Linked DNA regions of Sus scrofa: all the other regions are linked to region 1. Evidence: chromatin contacts called from public Hi-C, HiChIP or PLAC-seq and promoter capture Hi-C data. All regions are on one chromosome and are shown on one strand. The core of a region is the stretch at or near the end of the contact, and the rest is flanking DNA. Distances in the headings are between cores, read along the strand shown.

Evidence for each region. Promoter capture Hi-C pulls out the DNA fragments that hold promoters and counts their contacts. Hi-C and Micro-C count contacts between places; a contact is called where the count stands out from the background. HiChIP or PLAC-seq counts read pairs in DNA pulled down with a chosen protein or histone mark.
Region 2: a contact with region 1 is called in a Hi-C map of liver, with 3 times the contacts expected there. The contact joins the enhancer-like site here to the promoter of CALM3 in region 1. A contact is called at or near these places in 4 of 5 promoter capture datasets (fetal liver, fetal skeletal muscle and liver), 3 of 47 Hi-C or Micro-C datasets (liver, skeletal muscle and subcutaneous adipose tissue) and 2 of 2 datasets of contacts at active chromatin or transcription factors (alveolar macrophages and skeletal muscle).
Region 3: a contact with region 1 is called in an H3K27ac HiChIP or PLAC-seq map of skeletal muscle, with 2.8 times the contacts expected there. The contact joins the promoter of PGLYRP1 here to the promoter of CALM3 in region 1. A contact is called at or near these places in 1 of 5 promoter capture datasets (liver), 9 of 47 Hi-C or Micro-C datasets (embryonic fibroblasts, fetal heart ventricle, fetal skeletal muscle and 6 more) and 1 of 2 datasets of contacts at active chromatin or transcription factors (skeletal muscle).
Region 4: an H3K27ac HiChIP or PLAC-seq map of alveolar macrophages shows a contact between it and region 1. The contact joins the promoter of LOC100513542 here to the promoter of CALM3 in region 1. A contact is called at or near these places in 1 of 5 promoter capture datasets (fetal liver) and 1 of 2 datasets of contacts at active chromatin or transcription factors (alveolar macrophages).
Region 5: a contact with region 1 is called in an H3K27ac HiChIP or PLAC-seq map of alveolar macrophages. The contact joins the promoter of SLC1A5 here to the promoter of CALM3 in region 1. A contact is called at or near these places in 1 of 47 Hi-C or Micro-C datasets (liver) and 2 of 2 datasets of contacts at active chromatin or transcription factors (alveolar macrophages and skeletal muscle).
Region 6: a Hi-C map of skeletal muscle shows a contact between it and region 1, with 5 times the contacts expected there. The contact joins the promoter of ARHGAP35 here to the promoter of CALM3 in region 1. A contact is called at or near these places in 1 of 5 promoter capture datasets (fetal skeletal muscle), 1 of 47 Hi-C or Micro-C datasets (skeletal muscle) and 1 of 2 datasets of contacts at active chromatin or transcription factors (alveolar macrophages).
Region 7: a promoter capture Hi-C map of fetal skeletal muscle shows a contact between it and region 1, with 2.5 times the contacts expected there. The contact joins the promoter of HIF3A here to the promoter of CALM3 in region 1. A contact is called at or near these places in 2 of 5 promoter capture datasets (fetal skeletal muscle and liver) and 3 of 47 Hi-C or Micro-C datasets (embryonic fibroblasts, omental adipose tissue and retroperitoneal adipose tissue).

What each region holds. Positions count from the first base shown.
Region 1 is chr6:52,505,707-52,508,950 of Sscrofa11.1, reverse strand. It overlaps CALM3 (calmodulin 3), which reads right to left and starts at 1,972. Exons shown (of 6, transcript NM_001244209.1): 1 at 1,805-1,972. The coding sequence starts at 1,807.
Region 2 is chr6:52,692,842-52,696,001 of Sscrofa11.1, reverse strand. AP2S1 (adaptor related protein complex 2 sigma 1 subunit) reads left to right here. Exons shown (of 4, transcript NM_001244453.1): 4 at 1-362. The coding sequence ends at 67. Among named protein-coding and RNA genes, the nearest start is that of AP2S1, 8.8 kb to the left of the region's middle. Within about 2 kb of position 1,396, at least 12 of the 83 cell types and tissues checked have an H3K27ac peak or open chromatin away from gene starts, as enhancers often do. A contact at or near this core is called in liver and skeletal muscle, where this site is marked.
Region 3 is chr6:52,320,591-52,323,852 of Sscrofa11.1, reverse strand. It overlaps PGLYRP1 (peptidoglycan recognition protein 1), which reads left to right and starts at 1,349. Exons shown (of 3, transcript NM_001001260.1): 1 at 1,349-1,644. The coding sequence starts at 1,361.
Region 4 is chr6:52,371,576-52,374,857 of Sscrofa11.1, reverse strand. It overlaps LOC100513542 (serine/threonine-protein phosphatase 5), which reads right to left and starts at 1,592. Exons shown (of 13, transcript XM_003127234.6): 1 at 1-1,592. It overlaps HIF3A (hypoxia-inducible factor 3-alpha), which reads right to left. Exons shown (of 15, transcript XM_021094603.1): 15 at 1-1,897. The coding sequence ends at 1,800.
Region 5 is chr6:52,660,157-52,663,254 of Sscrofa11.1, reverse strand. SLC1A5 (neutral amino acid transporter B(0)) reads left to right here and starts at 1,791. Exons shown (of 8, transcript XM_003127238.5): 1 at 1,791-3,013. The coding sequence starts at 2,445.
Region 6 is chr6:52,709,947-52,713,154 of Sscrofa11.1, reverse strand. ARHGAP35 (rho GTPase-activating protein 35) reads right to left here and starts at 1,692. Exons shown (of 7, transcript XM_021094622.1): 1 at 942-1,692.
Region 7 is chr6:52,341,599-52,344,900 of Sscrofa11.1, reverse strand. It overlaps HIF3A (hypoxia-inducible factor 3-alpha), which reads right to left and starts at 2,008. Exons shown (of 15, transcript XM_021094603.1): 1 at 1,927-2,008. The coding sequence starts at 1,952.

The DNA of each region.
Region 1 (3,244 bases), core at 723-3,222:
CAAGTTTCTGCTCGGGGAAAATGGGGTAGCGGTGAGAGGAGCCATCAGGTCTGTGTCAGCAAGTATGAGATCTGATACACAGCAGCGGCTGCCTGTTCTCCCTGGCCTTGCCAGGGAGGATGGCTGCACCTGGTTCTGAGGCCAGGCCTGGGGGGCTGTGGGTGTTGTGGGTGGCAGAGACTAGAAAAGAACTCGTTCGCTGGTTTTCTCTCAAAGCCCTAGCTGTGTGAATTCACAGAAGCACTCAGTGAGGGCCCTGAACGGAACAAGTGGACCTCAGGCCGATGAAGGGGTCCCTTTGGAGGTTCTCTCTGGTCAAGCTCTGCAGCCCCCACCCCGAGGCCACAGGAACAGGCGTCTGATTGTCACTGACGCCACACTGTACTGCACTGTCATTTGGCACAAGCGAGGAGATGCAGAGCAGTGCGTGGAGCTGGAGACCACGAGAAAACCAACACTCCTGTTTGGAGAAACCAGCTCTCTTGGTCTGAAAGGGCCATCAAGGGGGTGAGGTTCAAGGCTTAAAAAGCTGGCTCATTTGATGCATCCCAAACTTTGATTTCCCCACCCCCATTTCATGCAGCTTCAGTGCGCAATAGAGGCCGGAACAACTCCGCCCACTGGCTCCCACTGCCTGGTGCCCTCTGCCCAGCCCCATCTTATGAGAAGGGGACCCTAGACCCACTCTCTCTGGCCTCTGCAGCCAGCCGCCCCCCATCCAGAATGAGCAGTCTTTGTCCCGGCTTTGCCCTGGAAACTTCCAGGAAGCTACCCACATCCACCTTCAAACCTAGGCCAACCTCAGCTGCCATTCATTTGCTCCAACATGTCTGCGGATCTCCTTCCACCACCCAAATCAAAGTGCTCGCCCACCCCTCACCTTGGAAACCCACCCCCTCGTGAACCCAAACACAACACTCCTCCCCACTCCTCTCCCCCCAAAACCAACCTCCTGTCCTAGTTTACCAGCCTTAACCCACTGGTAACCTCAGAATCTTCCCTGGCTGCCCCCCAACATCAACCACAGGGCCCCCGGACCCCGCACCACTGGCAAGCACGCTATCCCCTTTTAACCACTTCCCGACCCCAATCCTTTCCAGTCCCCATAGACTTCAGAGCATCTTCTAACCTCTGTCGCCACCCACCCTAGGCTCTTCCTCCCCAAGCTTGCACCTCACCCTCCTCCTTCTTCCTCTGCAATGTCTCTGGAGAACCTCCTTCTCTCCCCTCGAGGGTCTGGTCTGCAGGAGTGACCCCCACCTCCCTGGTCCCAGGAGCACCCCTCCCCACCCAGGCCCAGTTATCCACGGCCCCCTTTTGGGGAGCTCCCTAGCAGCCTGGCTTCCTTCCGATCCCCCTTCCCTGCATCCTCTCAGGACCCAAAGCCTTTATCAGGGCACAGATCACCCCCTTCTCTAGCCAACGTTTCTTCCCTCGCTCCCCTGGAATTCAAACACCCCACTTCGGGGACCAAACGCCTCATTCTGGGTCCAGGAGCCCTTCCCATTTGAGGGTCCAGATGCTCCATCCCGGGTTCCAGTGCCCCCCTTGGAGGACTCAGGTGCCCATTCTGGGGTCTAACTACCCCATGCTATACTTCTGGAAGACCCCCAAAGCCCTTGTGGGATCCAAATGTCCCGCTCTGGGTTCCAATGCCCCCGACTGAGGAGCAGAGAGGGGTCCAGAGGCGCTCGCTGGGGCCGAAACGCTCCCCCATTCTGGGTCCGCTCGCGCTCTCAGGGGTCCTGCCCCTCCGTGCCCGCCTCAGAGCCCCCGGCCTCGGCGGCCTCTCAGCCTCACTCACCATGGCGAGGCCCGGGGTGTCCGGAGCGCGGGGGTCAAGGTTCCTCCGGCGGCGGCAGCAGCTGCAGCAGCTCGAGCTCCGCCGCGCGTCCGCGCCTCCACACTCACTGCCCGCAGCGCGCGCCGCCGCCGCCGCCGCCCGCCCCAACGGTCCCTCAACGGCCGCCGCGCGCGCCCCGCCCCGCCCCGCCCGGCCCCGCCCCGCACGCGCGTCGCCGCACTGCGGCTCCCACGGATCCCTCCGCGCCTCCCTCCGCACCACCGGGCCCGCGGATCTCTCGCTCTCGGTTCGCGCAGACCTGTGTTTACGGCCGGCCGCGCGGGCACCCGCGCGGGACTACTTTCCGTCGCCGCGCGCCCCGCCCCCGTGCGGCTTTACTTTTCCCCTCGGCGGAGGGGCACCTTACGGCGGCGCGTGACGCGTCCCTGTGTGAGACGCGCCACTATTGGGCCCGGGTTATGGCGGAAATGAAAGCGCGGTGCCGATTGGTCCGGCCTTCCCTGCAATGCGTCAAATTGGGGCGAGCCACTGTGTGGTGGTGGTGGGGATTCTGAAATGTGTGGCTGCGTGGAGCCGTGAGGTGTAACGAGGCGAAGGGGAAAACTCTGTGACTGTTAGAGAAGCAACTACATAGTCTTTGCAGTCAGAGAGTAGTAAGAGGGCTGGTGGAAGATGCAGAAGCTCTTTCTCGGCTCTCCCCTCTAACAGATGGAAGATGGTGCAATCCAAAATGCTGGCCTGGAAGCTCCGCCCCTAACTGGACCCTCCGAGTTGGCGGGGTCTACAAGGTTCAGCTGGTTACTTAGAACTTCCACCTGTTGGGGCCAGGTGTCTCCACCCTGAGACACACTCTACAGGTGTGCAGAACGCCTGTCCCCCTGATTGGCCCAAGGTCTGTGAAGCTGGGGCCACCCCGGGACGATCTCTGGGAATATGGCATTAATTCAGCCTTCAATTAAGCCTAAATTGAGCGCCTCCTGTAAGGCTGGACCAGTGTACTTGGCTTGGCTGGGGAGCCCAGACTTGCACTGTCTTATTGTGTTGTAGACCACCTGACTCTTGCACTCCTTGTGCCTAGGTTCCAACCATAGGAGGAAAAGAGTGTGAAGGTTAACTGTGACTGTTTCCTGGAGCTCAGAAACAGTTGTGAGCGGTCATTTGATTGAATTGTGGTTAAAAAGGATGTGTGCAGAAGCGATATGTGAAACTTTTGGACATGCCCTTAAGGGGGTGGAGAGCATGCTGTCCTTTCTCTCACCTTGCCTGCTGATGGAACAGCCTGGTAGGCATTAGAGGAGAGACCAATGGGAGCAAACTCACCTAAGATCTGGATGATTTTCTGGAGCAGAGCTCACCTTTTTGTCCCCAGTGCCAAAATTTTATGCAAGAGAGAGAGACTTTTTTTTTTTTTTTTTTCTTTCTAGGGCCACACCTGTGGCA
Region 2 (3,160 bases), core at 147-2,646, 190 kb before region 1:
TGAGATCCGTGAGACCAGCCAGACGAAGGTGCTCAAACAGCTGCTGATGCTGCAGTCCCTGGAGTGAGGGCGGCCGCCCGGCTTCTCACCCCTCCCCGGACCAGCCTGCTCCCTCCCCGTTCCCAGGCCTGGCATCGTTGCCCCCTGCGGCTCCTCCCTCAGCTGCCCAGGAGGAAGGCACCCAGCTGGGTCTGGGCCACAAGGGAGGAAGCCCCACCCCACGGCCCCTGGGCCCCAACTGCGGGCAGAGGCCACTTCGCGTGTACCGAGTACCCGTGCCTGTTGTCATTGTGTGATGCTGTGAGTGCGTGCGTGGAGCCCCCCAATAAATCTGTGGTCCCCGCCTGGCCTCATGTCTTTGAGCACTTGTCTGTCTTCCCTGGGAAACGTGGGCAGCTCCCGGTGCCCTGCCATCAGTGTGTCAGATAGTCAACAAACCCTCCTCATCCTGAGCAAGGTGGTGGGGTTGGGGGATGGGTGCATTCACACCTGCTTCTGCCCACAGAGGGTACCCGAGCCTGGAAGGGGTGACAGACTGAGACACTGAGCACTTGCTACTAAAATAATCATAGCATTGTTATTTCTGGTGGCTCAGCAGGTTAAGGATCTGGTGTTGTCACTGCTGTGGCTTGGCCCGGGGAACTTCTGCATGCTGTGGGTGCAGCCAAAAGAATATAATAAATGGTGGTACTCTTAGCCCACATTGACAGCTCTTAAGCTCAGTTCTAAGGATCCATGCCTATTACCTTACTTAATCCTCACGGGATGAGTAGCCCCATTTTCCAGAGGAGATCGCCGAGTTTAAAAAGACTCACGTAGCTAGTCTGCAGCTGAACCAGGTTGGTTTTGAGCCCAGGTGGCTCCAGACTCCATGTTCTTTTTTTTTTTTTCTTTTTTGGCCACCCTATGGCAAATGGAAGTTCCTGGGCCGGGCTTGAACCTGAGCTGGAGCTTTGACTTATGCCTCAGCTGCGGCCACGCCGGATCATTTACCCACTGCGCTCCAGCGGAAGTTCGCAGAATCCTCAATAACCGCCAGACCGGAGGTGGTTGCAAGTGCAGGCACTGGACCCAGTGTTCGTGGTTCTCAGGCACGGCCCCGCTGGCACTTGGGGTGGGTTGATTCTTTCTGGCATGAGACTGTGCCAGTAGTGGCCTGATTGTCTGCCTCCATCTGCCAATTGCCAGTCCTCAGTGGCCCTTGGCCATTGTGACAAGAAAACATCATTGCATGTTTCTGGTCCCCTCTGGACTGGTCGCGTCCCCCTCCCCCCACTCCCCCAGCCCCTGCCCATTGAGAGCAGCGTGATGGCCTTTGGCTGCAGCCGTGACCAGCTCCCTTGGCAGAGCCAAGAACAGCACCAGGCATGTTGACTCTGCTCTTATTAATGTGCCAGCGCTTTGCGTCACTCTCCCAACTACAGAGGCAGGCGTGTTCCAGCTCAGCCACATCCACACTGTGAAGACTTGGGGTAAGTCACTTAACCTCTCTGACCTCTGTTTCTTCATCTGGAATGTGGGTTGAGGAGTTCCCGATGTGGCTCAGTGGGTTAAGAACCTGACTAGTATCTATGAGGGTGCAGGTTTGATCCCTGGGCTTGTTCAAGTGGGTTAAGGATCCAGGGTTGCCATGAGCTATGGTGTAGTTTACAGACGAGGCTCGGATCTGGCGTTGCTGTGGCTGTGACATAGGCTGGCAGCTGCAGCTCTGATTTGACCTCAGGCCTGAGAACGTCTATATGCCACACAGGTGTGGCCAAAAAAGCTAAATAAAATAAACTGAAAACCAAGTGCGTTGAGTTATCTCACGGCATATTGAATTAAGGACCCAGCTTTGTCACTGCAGTGGCTTGGGTCAATGCTATTTGATCCCTGGCCCCGGAATCAAAGGGCGGGAACAAACAAACAAAAAAAAAAACAAGTGCCGGCAAGCATGCGGAGCAACCAAACTCTCATATATTGCTGGTGGGATTGCGAAATGGGGCAGGATCTCACAAAGTTAAACATTATGCTTACTTTATGACTCAGCACACAGACTCCTGTTTGGCCAAGAGAAATAAAAACTGGGAGTTTGGGTCGTGGCTCAGTCATTATGAACCCAACTAATTTCCATGAAGATGCAGCTTCCATCCCTGGCCTTGCTCAGTGGGTTAAGTAAGGAACTGGTGTTACTGCAACCTTTGGGGTAGGTTGAAGATCTGGCTCAGATCTGGCATTGTGGAGTTCCCGTTGCGATGCAGCGGAAACCAATCCAACTAGTATCCATGAGGATGCAGGTTTGATCCCTGGCTTTGCTAGTGTGTCGAGGATCCAGCGTTGCCGTAGATGCGACTCAGATCCCCAGGTGCTGTGGCTGTGGCTGTGGCAGCTCCAATCTGACCCCTGGCCCAGAGAACTTCCATATGCCTCAGGTTTGGCCATTAAAAAAAAAAAAGAGAGAGAGAATAGGCCAGAAACAGACACACAAATCCATGGAGATTTAGTACAAGACAGAAGGGGCCTTCCAGACCCTGGGGGAGGGTGTGGGTTACACCCATGGGCTGGGAGATCTGATTGCTCCCTCACACCATACACAAAAGTCATCCCCGTGGGTTGCAGAACAAAGTGCTTAGATGATGGAGTTCCCATCATGGTGCCGCGGAAACGAATCCAACTAAGAACCATGAGGTTGAGGGTTCGATCCCTGGCTTTGCTCAGTGGGTTAAGGATCCGGTGTTTCCGTGAGCTGTGGTGTAGGTCACAGACGCAGCTCGCATGCCACGTTGCTGTGGCTGTGGTGTAGGCCGGCAGCTACAGCTCTGATTCGACCCCTAGCCTGGGAACCTCCATATGCTTCGAGTGTGGCCCTAAAAATTTTTTTTAAAAAGGGGAAAAAAAAAAAAAAAGAAGATGAGGAACAGCCAAATGGGCTAATGTGCAAAAGAGGAAGGGGGAAACATCTTTAGAAGTCCCTGAAGATGCGGACAGGAGGCGGGCTAGGTACATGGGGTAGGAGATTGTATCTCTAGCTCAAGCCACATACAAAACAGCTGAGATGTAGCCTATTAGTTATCGGTGGGCTGAGTGAAGAGAGGCCTGGCAGGAGGGTGTGGGAGCCTCAGGAACCTGGTTGAGAGTGAATTCCAGGTGGGGATGGGAGAGATTATTTCCTTCTGGTCTG
Region 3 (3,262 bases), core at 100-2,599, 180 kb after region 1:
AAATTGATAACAAAAAGGCAAACAACCCACTTTTTTAGTGGGCAATGGAGATTAATGCGCGATTGACAAGAGGCAAATCCGAATGCGCAGCAAATAGAAAAATACTCAATCTCCTGAGTGGTCATAAAATTGCCAATTAAAGTCCCAGGAGTTCCTGTTGTGGTGCAGTGGGTTCAGAACTCGACTGTCTGCAGTGGCTCAGGTTGCTGGGAAGATGTGGGTTCAATCCCTGGCCAGTGCAATGGGTTAAAGGATCCAGCATTGCCCCTGCTAGTAGTGCAATGGGTTAAAGGATCCAGCATTGCCCCTGCTAGTTTGGATTCAATCCCTGCCCCCAGGAACTTCCATATGTCCCAGTGGTGCTTATGTGGAGCTATGAATGAATCAGACATCTTCTAAGGAATCAACTTATGAGTTAGGTGCTTTATATTATCAGCCCACTTTGCATATGGGGAAAACTGAGGCACAGAAAGGTTAAGTCAATTGCCTAAGATCACACACTGGAACGTCACCAAAATTTTTTTTTTGTTGTCTTTTTTTTTTTGCTATTTCTTTGGGCCGCTCCCACTGCATATGGAGGTTCCCAGGCTAGGGGTCGAATCGGAGCTGTAGCCACTGACCTACGCCAGAGCCACAGCAACGCGGGATCCGAACCGCGTCTGCAACCTACACCACAGCTCACGGCAACGCCGGATCGTTAACCCACTGAGCAAGGGCAGGGACCGAACCCGCAACCTCATGGTTCCTAGTCGGATTCGTTAACCACTGCGCCACGACGGGAACGCCCCAAAATTTAAATGCAGGCAACCTGGCTCTGAATTTGGGCTCTGAATCAGGCTCCACTACCTCCCACGGGTCAGCAACATGACTAGTCCTCTTCCCGCCTCAGTTTACTCAACTGTGAAATGGGCTTCCCAATACTCAGTTCAGTTTGTTGTGAGGGTTAAGTAACATTGGGCTTAGGCCTGGGCTAAGTGTTTTTTAAAATGGGAGCCTTTGTTTCTTCAGTCCTGGCAAGAAGAAGGGAGAAGGCCAGGGGCCCCTCTCCTTCCCTTTTTAAGTTCCTGGTGAGCCGTCCAATGCTCCACTGAGAGGGCAGGGCAGAGATCCAGACCCTGGCTCTTCCAAAAACCACTGGGCAGAGTGCCCACCCCCACCTCCGCGGGGTCAGGACCCCGCCTCTCCTCTCCCGGACTTGACCACACCTCACTCTGTTGCGGCCGGGACCAGAAAAGGAAGCGATCTGGGGTCCCACCGGGAAGTCCCTGGGGGTGTGATGCAAGCCCTTCCCCCACCAACCCCGCAGATAAAGGCACAGGGCCAGCCTCGAGCTGCCAGGCGCCTGTGCGCCCTGCCCGCCATGGCCCGCAGCTGCGCGCTGCTCTCCTGGGCCCTCCTCGCCCTCTTCGCCCTCCTCGGGGCTGCTGGGGGAGGTCCGGCAAACTGCATCCCCATTGTGTCCCGCAGAGAGTGGGGGGCCCTGGCGTCCGAGTGCTCTGCGAACCTGAGACGGCCAGTGCGCTACGTGGTGGTATCGCACACGGCGGGCAGCACCTGCGATAACCCGGCCTCATGCCGGCGTCAGGTCCAGAACGTGCAGCACTACCACGTGCGGACGCTGCACTGGTGCGACGTGGGCTACAAGTGAGTGCAGAGCTGGGGCAAACGCTGGATCCACGACTGCGGGGGGCGGGTGCGCGCGGGGCCGGGAGACCGGGTGATGGGGCTCTAGAACCTCCAGGCCGACACCCCCTGGCGCCTTACTCAACGCGCAGCATCCTCGTTTTCCCCCAGGGTCGCGGCTTAGAGCTGGGTGCGTGCAGGCAGCGCGAAGATGCTTAGGAGGAGGGGAAGTGCTGAAGTCCGAGCTCTGCCCCCCGGAGGTAGGGTCAGACTTTGCCAACACCAGGAAGGTGTCCTGTGCACTAGAGTCCCAGGGCCTGGTGAAGCACGGGGCGGGGCTCCAGTCCCAGCTCTTCTGGCTGCTGGCTGAGCGCTGGGGCAGGCGGTCACCCTCTCTCAGCTTCAGTTTCATCTTCCTCCTCTAAAAGTCAATGGGATCGTGGCCTACTCCATCACTAAGCCAGCAGATAACGTGCAAAACGCTCAGGACACCGCCTGGCTTGGAATGGGAGTCCCCAAACTTATGGACTACTGGCACCTACTACTATATGCCAGGCTGGGCGCAGATGCTGGATGTGGACACATGAACAGGGCGAATCCAGCCCAAAGGGAGTTAAAGACCAGCAGGGAGCAAGGTCAGCAAGATGCATTCCGATGGTGATAGAAGCGATGGAGAAAAGGAACAGGGTGATGGACACGGCTCCGGTCTATGGGAGCTGAAGACGGAGTGTAGTAAGCTGTGGTAAAGCATAGGTAAAGGCTAGGAGGCTGAGTGAGTGGGTCCTGCCTGTGGGACAGAGGTCACGGGGCTGGAGATAGCTGGGAAGAATGACATGAAATGAGGAGGAAGGAGTTGGCAGGGGCCAGATCGCACAGGGGCTTGAGGCCCAGGGGGAGGACTTCGATTCTAACACCGGAGCGATGGGACGATGTGAGCCTGCTTGGGTGAGGAGCTCCCTCTGGCGGCCGTGTGGAGAACAGACTGTAGCGGGTGGCGGCGCGGGGTGGACCGGAGAGCAGAAACAGGGGCGGCGATTGGTTAGATCTGCTTCTGGGCCACGCCCACCAGCTCTCGTCCAAGGTAATAGGCTAGGGTCCTGCACAAGGGTTTCTGCAGCGAAAGAGATTTGGACTCTAGGGTTCTCAGGCCCCGATAAGCACCAGAATCACCTCACTGGAAATGTATGTTCCCAGGCCACATCCTTCGAGACTGCTTCAGTAAGGCTGGGGGAGGCCGGGAAATCTGAGGACCTCACTCAGAGAACTCTAGAAGCCTTCAAAGGTATCCCTAGCTCTTCTGGCTCAAGATTTTTATAATTCAAAGGCTCCAACTTCAAAGTTTTGTTTCTAAGGTCAGGCGCTCCAATTCTAAGTGTTTCCCTGAAGGAATGAAGCAGCCTCTGGATCTAAATCACTTTCTAGGAAAGCAGATTGGAGTCTGTTTCTTAGATTTTAGGATTCGAGTGTTTTGAATGGCCCTTCCATGTTGCATCTTGTTCAGAGCTTCAGTTTTTTCCCCTGTAAAATGGGGCTCCTGACCACACCCACCTGGTGGTGGGATTTGAGGCTTGAGACGCAGCCACTGAGCAAATATATATATATATATATATTTTTTTTTTTGCCTTTTTAGGGCTGCACA
Region 4 (3,282 bases), core at 343-2,842, 130 kb after region 1:
AGTGTGGTTCTGAAGGTACTTGGTATAAGATCAAGACGGGAAACCCATTTTGCTTCTTTTTGATGAGAAAAGCAAGTCTTGCATGTAGCATTGAAAAAGAATTGAGCTGGACACAATGGAATACTACTCAGCCATAAAAAAGGATGACATAATGCCATTTGCAGCAACATGGATGGAACTAGAGAATCTCATACTGAGTGAAATGAGCCAGAAAGACAAAGACAAATACCATATGATATCACTTATAACTGGAATCTAATATCCAGCACAAATGAACATCTCCTCAGAAAAGAAAATCATGGACTTGGAGAAGAGACTTGTGGTTGCCTGATGGGAGGGGGAGGGAGTGGGAGGGATCGGGAGCTTGGGCTTATCAGATACAACCTAGAATAGATTTACAAGGAGATCCTGCTGAATAGCATTGAGAACTATGTCTAGATACTCATGTTGCAACAGAAGAAAGGGTGGGGGAAAAAACTGTAATTGCAATGTATACATCTAAGGATAACCTGACCCCTTTGCTGTACAGTGGGAAAATAAATAAAAAATAAAAATTAAAAAAAAAAAAAAAAAGAATTGAGCTGGGCATCTTGAGGTTTAGAATCAAAATGATTTAGACATTCGGAAGCCTGGATTTGGAACCAATCAAATGCATTACAGATCAGGAAGACTAGAAGCAATTCAAAGCTTAGGGTTGCAGGGTCCAGAATCAAAGGAAATCATTGGCCGTAAGAGCCAGAATCAGCAGGAGTTGGGGTATGTACCATCGAGAACAAGCGATCTTTATGGGGAGAGCTCTAGAGCCAGAGGACGCTGATGGTCATGGGCCTGTGGGAGTTGGAGGCTGTGAGGCCTAGAACCAGACAACCTTAGAGACTGTGCAACAGGAAAATCGATTTCGGAGGTTGCGCATTCTAAAACGAGAAAGAAATGAAGACTGTTAGATCTGGAATCAGAGCTTTTGGAGGCTGCAAGGCCTGAAGCAGACCACACTGGGGGTTGTGTGGTCTAGAACCATAGAGTGTTGCTGTTTAAGGTCTGGAAGCAGAGGTTGGGGGCTCCAGCTAAGTGTCCTAGGTGTAGCCAGTGGAGGCCCCCCCCCCAGTGGAAGCCCACCAATGGAGCTGGTGTCTACGCCAGGGAGGGGCCAGCAGAAGTCCAGGGGGGAGGAGTGGGCAGAGCTGAGGGGCCACTTGGGAAGCTAAGGGCTTGATCAGAAATCTATCTTGAGGTGTGAGATCTGACCCAGAGGGCCCCCGCTCCCCATTGACACCTGAGTTGGGGCCGGGGGCGGGGGGGAAGATGAGAGTTCCACATTATTATGAACCGCAGGTAATTTGCAGCGATTAAAAACATAATGAAAACAACAAAAATCAAAATAAGAATGAAAGAAAGATGGAAAGAAACCTGGTGATGGTTATCCACACTCCCCCAAGCCTGCAAATACAGCTCTGAACCCCACCCTCCCCAACCCCTGATTACTGAAAGCAAAGCCGAGAGAGCTGGAGAAAGGGATGAGGTAACCGGTATTGAGAACCCCAAGGGAAGTCCTGAGAGAAGCAGGAGGGGGCCAGGAACCCCCTCCCAGAGGTCACTGAGCTGAGACCACTCCAGAGCGCCCCAGACAGTAGGGGGTACGGAGGGGTGGGGGCTGAGGTAGGCCCAAGGCGGGTGGGGGCCCCTGAGAGGAGAGGGAACCCCTCTCCCGGCACCCCCACCCTGTGCGTTGGCTGCCGGCTTGGAGTATGATTGGCGTCCTCTCTGCGGGGGGCGGGAGGGAGGTGGGAAGAGGGCTGGGCTCAGTGGGCCTGGGCCAAGTCTGCCGCTGGCTGGAAGTGGCTCCTGGACTGGGCGGCGTCCTCATCCCGGGAGAGGGAGAGCAGGGAGGGGCCCAGGCCTGTGGGGGAGACGGAAGATAAGCGATTCACAGGAGTCATGCACCCTAACCCGGCCTCCCTTCCAAACAGTTAAGAGTATGGCTGGCGAGGCTGGCATGCCTGGATTCAACCAGGAGTGAAATCCTGGGCACGGTCTCCCTCAGCCTCAGGTGTCCAGGATGTTTAAGGCAGGAGTCAGGAAGCCCAGAGCCAGTTGCTGCCTGAGTTTGAATCCAGGCTCTACTGTTCACTTGCTGTATGCCCCGGGGGCAGGTGACGTTACCTCTCCGTGCCTCACCTAACCTCGTCCGTCTGCAAAGTGGGCTAAGAGCAGAACCTCCCTCCCAGGGCTGTTAGGAGGGTAATTGAGTGAATCCATGTAAAGCGCTGTGAACAGCGCTCAGTGAGCTCTTGTTATCTGGAAAACAGGGATACTTAGACCCACCTCCTTCATGAGAATCACTCATTCAAAAAATAGTTATTGAGGGGAGGGAGTTCCCTGGTGGCCTAATGGCTTAAGGATCTGGTGTTCTCACCGCTGAGGCTCAGGTTTGATCCCTGGCCTGGGAACTTCCAAATGCTGTGGGCACAGCCCCCCCTACAAAAACTTACTGAATACCTGGTGTGTGCCAAGCACGGGGGACACAGCAGTGAACAGGACAGAGGAAACTTGCTGCCTTCACGGGGCTGGCATTCCAGTGAGGGGAATCGATTGGATCACTTACATAACAGATTTAGCACAAAGCTTGGCACAAAGTGAGCACTAAATAAATGTCGGCTCTCTCTGCCCAGCCACTGCCCAGCCTCGCACACACAGTGGAGGACCCCTGCCCTGCATGACTGACGATAAACGAATAACGACATTGGAGTTCCCATCATGGCTCAATGGTTAACGAATCCGACTAGGAACCATGAGGTTGTGGGTTCGATCCCTGGCCTTGCTCAGTGGGTTAAGTAAGGATCCAGTATTGCTGGGAGCTATGGTGTAGGTTGCAGACATGGCTCCAATCTGGCATTGCTGTGGCTGTGGTGTAGACCAGCAGCTGTAGCTCCCATTGGACCCCTAGCCTGGGAACCTCCATATGCCACAGGTGTGGCCCTAAAAAGACAAAAAAGAAAAAAAGAAAACCTCCTGATGCCTGGAGGTTTTGGGTGGGAGATGGTGGAAGCAACACAAGCAGAAACAGCAGCTTGTCTTGTACCCTGCAGGGGGCAGAAGTGAGGGGAAGGGTGGGCTCTGGAACCAGCATCACAAGGGTGACATTTCCTGAGCGTTTACTGTGAAATGGGTCTGGTGCTAAGCGCTTCTTGTTCTGCATCCCCACAAATCCTCAGGACATCTCCTTAAAGTACAAACTCTTGATATAGCAGAAACCAGTGCCCACAGACACCCAGCTGGGAATGA
Region 5 (3,098 bases), core at 542-3,041, 150 kb before region 1:
GCTGGCTGGGTGGGGAAGGAATTAGGATTTCAATAGGAGGCAGGGAGGCACAGGGACTCACAACTGGTTCTCTTTAAGGTTAGAGCCTGGAGAGGCAGGCTTTCAACACCTAGCCTCCCCAGGTGTGGCCTCAAGGCCAGTGAATTGCCCTCACCATAAGCCCCAGTTTTGCCCATCTGGAGAATGGGTATAGTGGTGGATCCAACCTCACTAAGCAATTATGAAGATTCCAATGAAATCAGGCATATGCATTTGTCACAAGGCAGCAAATGTCACTTACAGTTTGTGCATTTTGTGGGGAAAAAAAAGGACTACATACAAATACTGAACTCTGATTAATAAATGGGGACTTGGAGTTCCCATCCTGGTGCAGCAGAAATGAATCCGACTAGGAACCATGAGGCTGAGGGTTTGATCCCTGGCCTCGCTCAGTGGGTTAAGGATCTGGCGTTGCCGTGAGCTGTGGTTCAGGTCACCGACGCAGCTTGGATCTGTCTGGCGTTGCTGTGGCTGTTGCGTAGCTGGCAGCTGTAGCTCCAATTAGACCCCTAGCCCGGGAACCTCCACATGCTTTAGAGGCGACGCTAAAAAGACAAAAGAAAAAAAAGAAAAGAAAAAAAAGTATGGTGAAATAGTTGCAGCCTTTGGGTAGTGGGTATATGGATGTTTACTGTAAAATTCTTTAATTTTTTTGGCTTGAAATTTTTCATAATAAAAACGGGGACATATTTGGTGAAAGTAAAAGTATTAACAGTTGTTAAACTGAATTTTTATTATTTGATTTTATATTTTATTTTAATGGCCGCACCTGCATCATATGGACGTTCCCAGGCTAGGGGTCAAATCAGAGCTGCAGGCCTATGCCACAGTCACGGCAACACCAGATCCCAGCCACATCTGCGAGCTAACGTTTCAGGGTGACTCCTTAACCCACTGAGCCACATAGGGAACTCCTTGAATTACAATTTTAATGGATAAATTGCAAATTGCATACCTAGACAGAAGTGGATTACAATCCTAGTAAAGCCATAATTGAACGTGTGGGGCTCTGAACCGAGAAACTTTATTTTTCAAATTATTAGCACTGTTGTTTTTTTGTCTTTTTGCCATTTCTTGGGCTGCTCCGGGGGCACATGGGAGGTTCCCAGGCTAGGGGTCTAATTGTTGCTGTAACCACCAGTCTATGCCAGGGTCACAGCAACGCAGGATCCGAGCCACGTCTGCGACCTACACCACAGCTCACGGCAACGCCGGATCGTTAACCCACTGAGCAAGGCCAGGGATCGAACCCGCAACCTCATGGTTCCTAGTCGTTAACCACTGCGCCACGACGGGAAGTCCCTCAAATTATTAGCACTGTTAAATAAATCACTCCATCTCATTTAAATCTTACACCAATTAAGTGAGGGATCTGCATTTTACATTAGAGGAATTGACATTGTGAGAAGGGGCAAAAGACCGGAATGACGCCCTTAGGAGGCTAAATTGATCTGCAGATGAGCCGCCCCGCGGATAATCGGCACTTTGTACAAACAACTCACGCCAGGAACTTTGGTAGTTTAAACGCCCCAACCCAATACCCGATCCTTTGGCGGGAAAAAGCCTCCTCCCAACGCCCCGCCCCCTCGAACCCGGTCCCGGGTCCCGCGCCCCTATTGTTATTCTGCCTTCTATCTGGGGTGGCTGGGCCCTACTCAGGCCTAAGCCCCGCCCTGGAGGGCTCTGAACATGCCTCAGCCAATCGGCTCGCCCCGTGGGTGGGTCCCGGCTCTAACAAGCCTGGTCCGGGTTCTTAATTCTGGCAGCTTCCGCCGAGCGGGCTGAAAGCCACGCGGCAAGCCGGGGAGGTCTGGTCTCAGCTAACAGCTGTTCCCTCCCGGGATTCTGGACCGCTGCCTTAGCGACCCAGGGGCCGAGCTCTGACCCCTCGGACCCAAAAGCCTGGCCCCCACTTCTTCCTGGAGCTCTGTCTTCCAGCCCCCGGGCTCAAGCTCCCCAGCCCTCGGTTTCCAGGACCCAGGCACCCCAGTTTCCCGCCTCCCGGATCCACGCGTCCGAGATCTGCGCCACCCGGACCTAGCCTCTTGAAGACGGTCGTCGTCTGGAGCTTTTCGGAGCCAAGGACCCTAGGTCGCTGGTTGAGAAACTCTTTCTTCCCAACCCTCAGGACCAGAAACCCCAGGGGCTCGCTCCCACTTCCCAGCTTTCGAGCGCCAGACGCAAACGAAGAGCGGAGGAGCCCCAGCGCCCAGCCTAGGGCATCTCAAACACTCACGCTTCCGAGAGCCAAGAACTTCAGCGCCGTGAACTCGCAGCTCCAAGGAACCTTCCAAAGTTCCAGCCTCCAGGCTCTGTTAACTCCGTTCTAAGGAACGTCAGCGTCTTGGAAAGGAGCCCCAAGTGCTCCCAGCTTCCAGGCGTTAAGGAACCCCGGGGCGTCCGTCATGGTGGCCGAGACGCCCAAGGCCGACCCCAAGGCGTTCGCGGCGGCGGAGCCCACCGCCAACGGGGTCTCGGCCTTGATCCCCATAGAAGATTCGGACGCGGGAAAAGACGGCTGCTGCGGTTCCCGGGACCAGGTGCGCCGCTGCCTTCGCGCCAACTTGTTGGTGCTCCTGACCGTGGTGGCAGTGGTGGCGGGCGTGGCGCTGGGGCTAGGGGTGTCGGGGGCCGGCGGCGCACTAGCGCTGGGCCCCGCGCGCCTGGCGGCCTTCGCCTTCCCGGGCGAGATGCTCCTGCGCCTGCTAAAGATGATCATCTTGCCGCTGGTGGTGTGCAGTCTCATCGGCGGCGCCGCCAGCCTGGACCCGAGCTCGCTCGGCCGCCTGGGCGCCTGGGCGCTGCTCTTTTTCCTGGTCACCACACTGCTCGCGTCGGCGCTCGGCGTGGGCTTGGCGCTCGCGGTGCAGCCGGGCGCCGCCTTCGCCGCCATCAACGCCTCGGTCGGGGCCCCCGGCTCGGTGGAAAAGGCCCCCAGCAAGGAGGTGCTCGATTCGTTCCTGGATCTTGTGAGGTCAGACCCTGCCCTGCCCACCCGGTGGAGGGGTGGGGGGGAAGGGGGCGCTTCGGGCATGTGGAAAGGGGCCGTGTGCTGGGGT
Region 6 (3,208 bases), core at 443-2,942, 200 kb before region 1:
GAGCTGCAGGGTCAGAGAAGGGGGAGGAGGCTGCTTCACGGAAGGCAAAGTCAGAAAGCAAGCAGGCTGGAGGGCACAGCAAGATCTGAGACTGAACGAGGGGCAGAGAGGGGAGGCAGCAAAGTCTGGAAGAGAGGAAAGGATGTGAATGACACATTTTGACTAAGGGAGGAGGCAGGCAAGGTGCATCTGAGAGGCAGGGGTCAGAGAGCCCAAAGGGGTATCCGGGGGGGAGGTGTGGGACAGATTTTGCGAGGAGACAGTAGGGCCCAAGAGGGAGATGGAATTAAGTCCAAAGAGAAGACCTGGGGCAGCAGTGCCGAGACAAACGGGGTCCCAGATGGATCTCCAAGGAGGTGGAACCGCAGTTCCTAGAGGGACAGCTCCAGGGGGTGCAAGAGAGGGTAACAGCAGACCGGTCAAAGAAGGGGGCAGGGGCAGGGTGCTGAGAGCGGAACGGGAGAAGGCAGAAGGGTCACGAACCAGAATGTGAAGGTCCAGAATTAAGGGATGCGGAAGGGTCACGGAGGAGGTGGGTCCCATGAGCACTGCAGAGTCCGGGAGGGGCGAGGGGCATTACTGAGGGAAGGAAGAGGGAAAGGGGAGGCGCAGAATTGCGAGCGGAGTGGCTGCAGTGGCCGAGGGAAGGGGGAGGCCGAGGCAGACACAGAGATCCCAATGGGTCGGAGGGTGGGGGCAGACGCGGCGACAGCAGGGCTGAGGCGGGCAGGGGCAAGTCCGAAGGGCAGGCGGGCCCCGGCGGGCCGGGCCACAGCGCGAAGCGGCGGGGCCCGGGGGGCTGGGGGGCCGCTCCCTCCCCTCCCCCTCCGGCTCCTCCATTGTTCGCGGGCTCCGGGCCCCGCGGTCCCCGCCTTCCCCTGGACCCCACAACGGGGCGGCGCCCGGCCTCGCCACCGGGGCCCACGAGCTCGCGCACTCACCAGCTGGACGTCCTCAGCGCGGCCCCGGCCTCCGGATTCCCGGGAGCGGCGACGGCGGCCCCGGCGCCATGTTCTGTTGCTCCTCGTCCAGCGGCGGCTGAAGCGGCGGCGGCGGCGGCGGCGGCGGCAGCTCCGGCGGCGGGGGGCCGGGCGGACCCTCCCTCGCGGGCTCCCTCCTCCGCCTCCTCCACCTCCTCCTCCCGCCGCTCCGCTGCTCTCCCTCGGGGCGGGGGGCGGGGAGGGGAAGGGGGGAGGGGCGGGAACCAGGGGGAGGGCGGACCAGCCTCGCTTGCTCGCTCCCTCCCTCCCTCGCAATGGCGGCAGCGGCACCTCCTTCCTGCGGCCCCAGCTCCCGCGCGCGTGCCCCCTCGCTACTGCGCGTGCGTGGTGCGGGGACCTCTGCAGGGGGATAACGGCCCCTGAGCGCGCGCCGCGAGGGAATAACCCGCGCTGGGTGGGGGAGAAGTGAAAGCCCGTACGCGCCCGAGGGGCTCACTGCTACCGCAGCGGCCGGGTCCAGGGAACGGGCGCACAGGGCGCAGTGCGCGTGCGCCCCAAGAAAATGCCGCTACTGCGGTGGCTGCGGCGCGAGGCAGCGCGAGGCAGAAGGAACGGGGTGGGCAACTGCGCGTGCGCGATAAGGGATGCCAGCCGCAGCGTCTACTCGCGCTGAGGCGAAGGGAGTGGTCCGCGGGGGGCGCGCGCACCGTTGCGCGCGCCAGAAGCAGCCGATGCCCTCCTCACGCGGCCTCTTGGAGAAAACGGGAGAGAGGCATGGCCCGGCTTTGGGGGCGGGGGCGAAGGGCGCGATCCCGCTCGCGCGGGACCTGAGCAGCCAATGAGAGGCAAAGGGAGGTGGGCTTGCCGCGCGAGCGCAGCCCCCGGGATAACGGAGGAGGAAAGAGGGAGCGACGTAACGTGGGGCGGTGGGACGGAGCTGAGGAGGAGGGAGCGCACCCAGTGAGGGAATTGATTGGGGAACAGGAGGAGGCGTGGCCCGCCTTAGCCCAATCCGAACCTTGCATTTCGTCGTTCCGGAAGAGAGGGCGGTGCTGAGGAGCGCGTGCTATTTTCCCAAGCAGTGAGGAAAATCTGCAGGTTATGTGCGAGTTATTAAGACTTGCTGTGGGTTCTGTGAAGCCCTGATTTCCTGGAGAGGGGCGAGGGCCTGGTCCTCCAGGTCAGCATTGTGCAAATGACTGCAAGTCAAATGTCAGTTCGGGCGCCCGGAGGGGAAATATTAGTGATGGGAAGGGGCACTGCTATAACCCCAGAGTTCTTGTGAACTGAAGAGGGGTTCCTCTGGGATCCCTCCGGAAGTACGGATCGTGGAAGTTGAGCGTTCTGGGAGCTCAGTCAATATTTAAGGAATGCATGAAGAAACGCTATGCTTCTTACTGCATTTTTCGTTTCTTAGTCTCTTCATGTAAAAAGTGGAATGATAATCTTATCTCTTTAGTAAGGTTTGTTGTGAGAATTTAAGGAGTTCTATGTGTAAAGCACAGAAAATCATGGCTTGTTCTAAAAACGTTGATGGAGTTTCTGTCGTGGCACAGCGGAAACGAATCCGACTAGGAACCATGAGGTTGAGTGTTTGATCCCTGGCCTCGCTCAGTGGGTTAAGGATCCGGCGTTGCCGTGAGCTGTGCTATAGGTCACAGACATGGCTGAGATCTGGCGTTGCTGTGGCTGTGGCGTAGGCCAGCAGCAGTAGCTCCCATTAGACCCCTATCTAGCCTGGGAACCTCCATATGCCGTGGGTGTGGCCCTAAAAAGACAAAAAGACAAAAAATAAAAATAAAAAAATTTAAAAAGTTGATAAATAAAAACCTTTGTCCTCACGGATGCTAGTCGTTGTTTTTTGTTTTCGTTGTTTTTTGTCTTTTTGCCATTTCTTGGGCCCCGCCCGCGGCATATGGAGGTTCCCAGGCTAGGGGTCGAATCAGAGCTGCAGCCCCCGGCCTACGCCAGAGCCACAGCAACGCAGGATCCGAGCCCCGTCTGCAACCTACACCACAGCTCACAGCAACGCCGGATCCTTAACCCACTGAGCAAGGCCAGGGATTGAATCCGCCACCTCATGGTTCCTAGTTGGATTCATTAACCACTGCACCACGATGGGAACTCCATTTTTTTGAGGTTACATCTCACTGCCCTTTTTCTTTAGTTGAAGTGTACTTGATTTATAGTGTTGCGTTAGATGTACCCAAGTTTTAAAGCAGCCCAGGGAGTTCCCTTTGTGGCTCAGCGAGAACGAACCTGGCTAG
Region 7 (3,302 bases), core at 759-3,258, 160 kb after region 1:
CGGGGACAGAGGCCTGGTGCCCCCCCAACCCCAGCCAAGAGAGGGAGAAGCCCACTTCTTCCCCACCCTGAAGAACTTGCCCCCAGGAGCAAAGGCACGGAGAAAGCGGGACACCCTCCCTCACATTCAGCGCTGCCCCTGGACCTCTCTCTTCTGACACTCAGCTGGATATTGGGGGTCTTACAGAGAGTGCAGAAGTTGGGGGGGTGTTTAGGTTGAAATCCATGCAGAGATGCCTCTTGGATTGCCCTGAGGTGATCTGAGAGACCCAAGGGGCCAGAGCCAGAGTCTGGATTTGAGAAGGGACTTGGGGTTGGGGGGAGTCTCTCTACCCCTGACTCTGTTAATTCCCAAGGACATGGTAATCCAGGGAGGGGCCTGTGCCCGAGGTCCTATGTTCTCCAGGAACCCTCTGACCTGGGGACGCCTGGGGCTGAGTGCCCATCAGGGATCCCCCGAGAAGCATCCTTGCCTGAGGTGGGGTGGCATAAGGCCACGCTGGAAGAAGGGATGGGGGTAAGGGAGTATGGGGGGGCCCCACTCACCATCACCCAGACCCTGTTTGGCCTACGTGCCATCCTGGGGGTGCAGGAGGGGATGGAGTGTGTCCGGGATCGGGGTGCGAGTTATGAATGGGAGGTGCGTGGGCTCGGATGACACCACAGGAAAGGGCTGGCCTTGGATGGGGAGGGGGGCGCGCCCCAGCTCAGCTAAGAGGGGCCCCCACCCGACCAGGAGGGGGTGCTGGAAGGGGCTGGGCCAGGGCTGGCCCAGAAAGGGTGGGATAGAGTTCCCTGGCAGGCCCAGAGCCAGAGACTGGAATAGAATTGGTGGTGGGGGGGAATAGATGTGGGGTTAGAAAACATGGAAGTGTGGACGGATCCAATCAGACCTGCAAAGCCAGGGAGGAGGGGAAGGGGTGAGGCTTCCTGGACGCCTCAGATTAGATGGGGGAAACCTAAGGGTCAGGGACATTTTCCCGGGTCCCATGAAAACATGACCAGAGAGGACCCCTTGACAGTGGCCCTAGAGCACCAGTCTGTGCTGCCCCAGCAGATCTGCACCTGCTGGCGAGGGAACACAGAAACCCACCCCCTGCTCAGGGTGACCCCACCTGGGCCCGTGGCAAGGGGCGCTCCCATCACAGCTGGACCTGAATCAGGCTGGGCACCTCTCTGGGGTCTTCCCAAAATAAGGCTTGGGTGCCCCTTCCCAGCCTCTCAGGGACTACGTGGGGGTGGATGAGTGAGATAAGAGATTGGACCTTGATAACTGGGTCAGGTTGTTTTCCTGGTATTAAAGGGGTGACCCCACCTTCCAAAGGATACAAAAAGGCCCCTGGGAAGGGTCCCAGGTGGCTTCTGAAAGGTGACCCCCTCTGCCTAGTTCTAGGGAACCTAAGGTTTGGAAGACTATGTCAGGGAGGGTCCAATTAAAGGGGATTTCGCTTCCTAGAGACTATATCTGGGAAGGCTCAATTTGGAGACACCTCGTATCCCCTAGGATCCCACGGGTCTGGTGGCAACGAACAACTTCACTTCTGGGGGGTCAGGGGCCAGATGGTCAATATGCGGACGGAAAATACCTCCTGCAGAAACCGGGAACTGCTCAAACGCAACCACCCCCAACTCTGTGGGGACCCCGAGTTTCACCCCCTACGAGGAGGGGAAGCGAACCCGGAGCAGCAGGAAATCAAGGATTAGACCCCGAAGTCGCCCTAGGCTAGAGGGGCGTGGCAGCAGGGGACTTGGGGAAATGCCCCCACCCGGCAATCCCTTAGGGTGGAGGGGGAGGCGGGGATGTACCTCCAACCGCGCGTCCGAGGGCGCCCTAGGCTCGCACTCACGTCTTCCCCACCCGGCTCAGGGGGTCGCTGCAAGAAGAGCCCCCCAATTCCTAACATTCCTGCCCCCCAAGGCCCAGTACCTTGCGCGCTGTAGCCCCAGCGCCATGGCTCGCCACTCGCCGCTCTGGAGCCCTTCGAGGCCCCCAGCCCCCTCCCCTGGCCCGCGAGCCCCCTCCCCAGCTCCGCCCCCCGACGCGCGGTTGGCTGCGCCGCGCCAGGCCCGCGGCTCTAATTGGGCGAGCGGCCTGTCACTTCCAAGAAAGAGGCGGGACCAGAGACGAAGACTTGGAACTCCGGAGTGTGTGTATATGGGGGGGCGGGTACCATGGAATACACACACCCCCGCCAGCCACACCCGTGGCCGCGGACTTCTCGGCAGTGTATCCCTCACCACGCACGGGCCGAGGGCCGAGACTTCTGGCCCAGGCTCTCTCGCCAAGTTCGGACACCAATACTCTTCGGAATCCACCAAGTTCACTCTGTTCCTTACACCCCAGGCCCCGCCCTCTGACTCCCACTCCCATCCCTCTATTTCCCACCCCGGCTGGGCCCCTCCGACCTCCCAGCCCAACCCCTCAGTAGCCCAGTTCTGCCTCCTTTAGCTTCTCTTCCCAGTCCGCTGAGACCCCCCGCTTTTCTCCTCCGCCCCCAACTCCCCGCCCCAGCCCAGCTCTACAATCCCCGCCCCCTCTACCCCCAGCGTTCCCTCTTCGTCCCCGGCCCCTTCCTTCCACCCTCATCTCTCCTCTGGTGCCCACTCCCTCCGGCCCCAGCTCCTCCGGTCTGGCACCCTCTGTACCCCAGCCCCACCTCCTTGCCTCTCCCTTTTCAGGTTCCCATTGTGTTGAGTGATTAACTTTATGTCAAGTAAACATGTCAAAGTTAATCACAGCCACTTTTAAGAAGAGCAGAGAAATGCTGACTTTCTATCAGCGAAGTAAGAAGTGAAAGGCACAATGTCACCAAGGAGTGGCCAAAGGATTACAACTGGATAAGAAGCAGGAGGGTGTGTGTGTGTGTGTGTGTGTGTGTGTGTGTGTGTGTGTGGTGTGTGGTGTGTGGGTGTGTGTGTGGGTGTGTGTAGTGGGGCACTTATCCAAAGAGGATCAATATTCTCTCTTTTTTTTTTGGCTGCACCTGTGGCACATGGAAGTTCTGGGACCAGGGATGGAACCCCTGCTGGCATTCCGACCTGCGCCACAGCTGCAGCAACGCTAGATCCTTAACTCTCTGTGTCACATGGGAACTTCCAAAGACTTCTGCATCAGTATTCTGGATGCAGTTTGGGGCACGGAAGAGGACACTCTAGCAGAGTCTGTGGTTGTTGCCCACCCTGGCATCCTACTCAGTTTTCTTTGGGGAAACCACTTCTCTCCCCTCTCATTCTATTTAATTTGAAGATGGCTGGCCATACCCCTCCCCTCACCAGCTCCAGGGACTAGACCTCTTCAGGTTA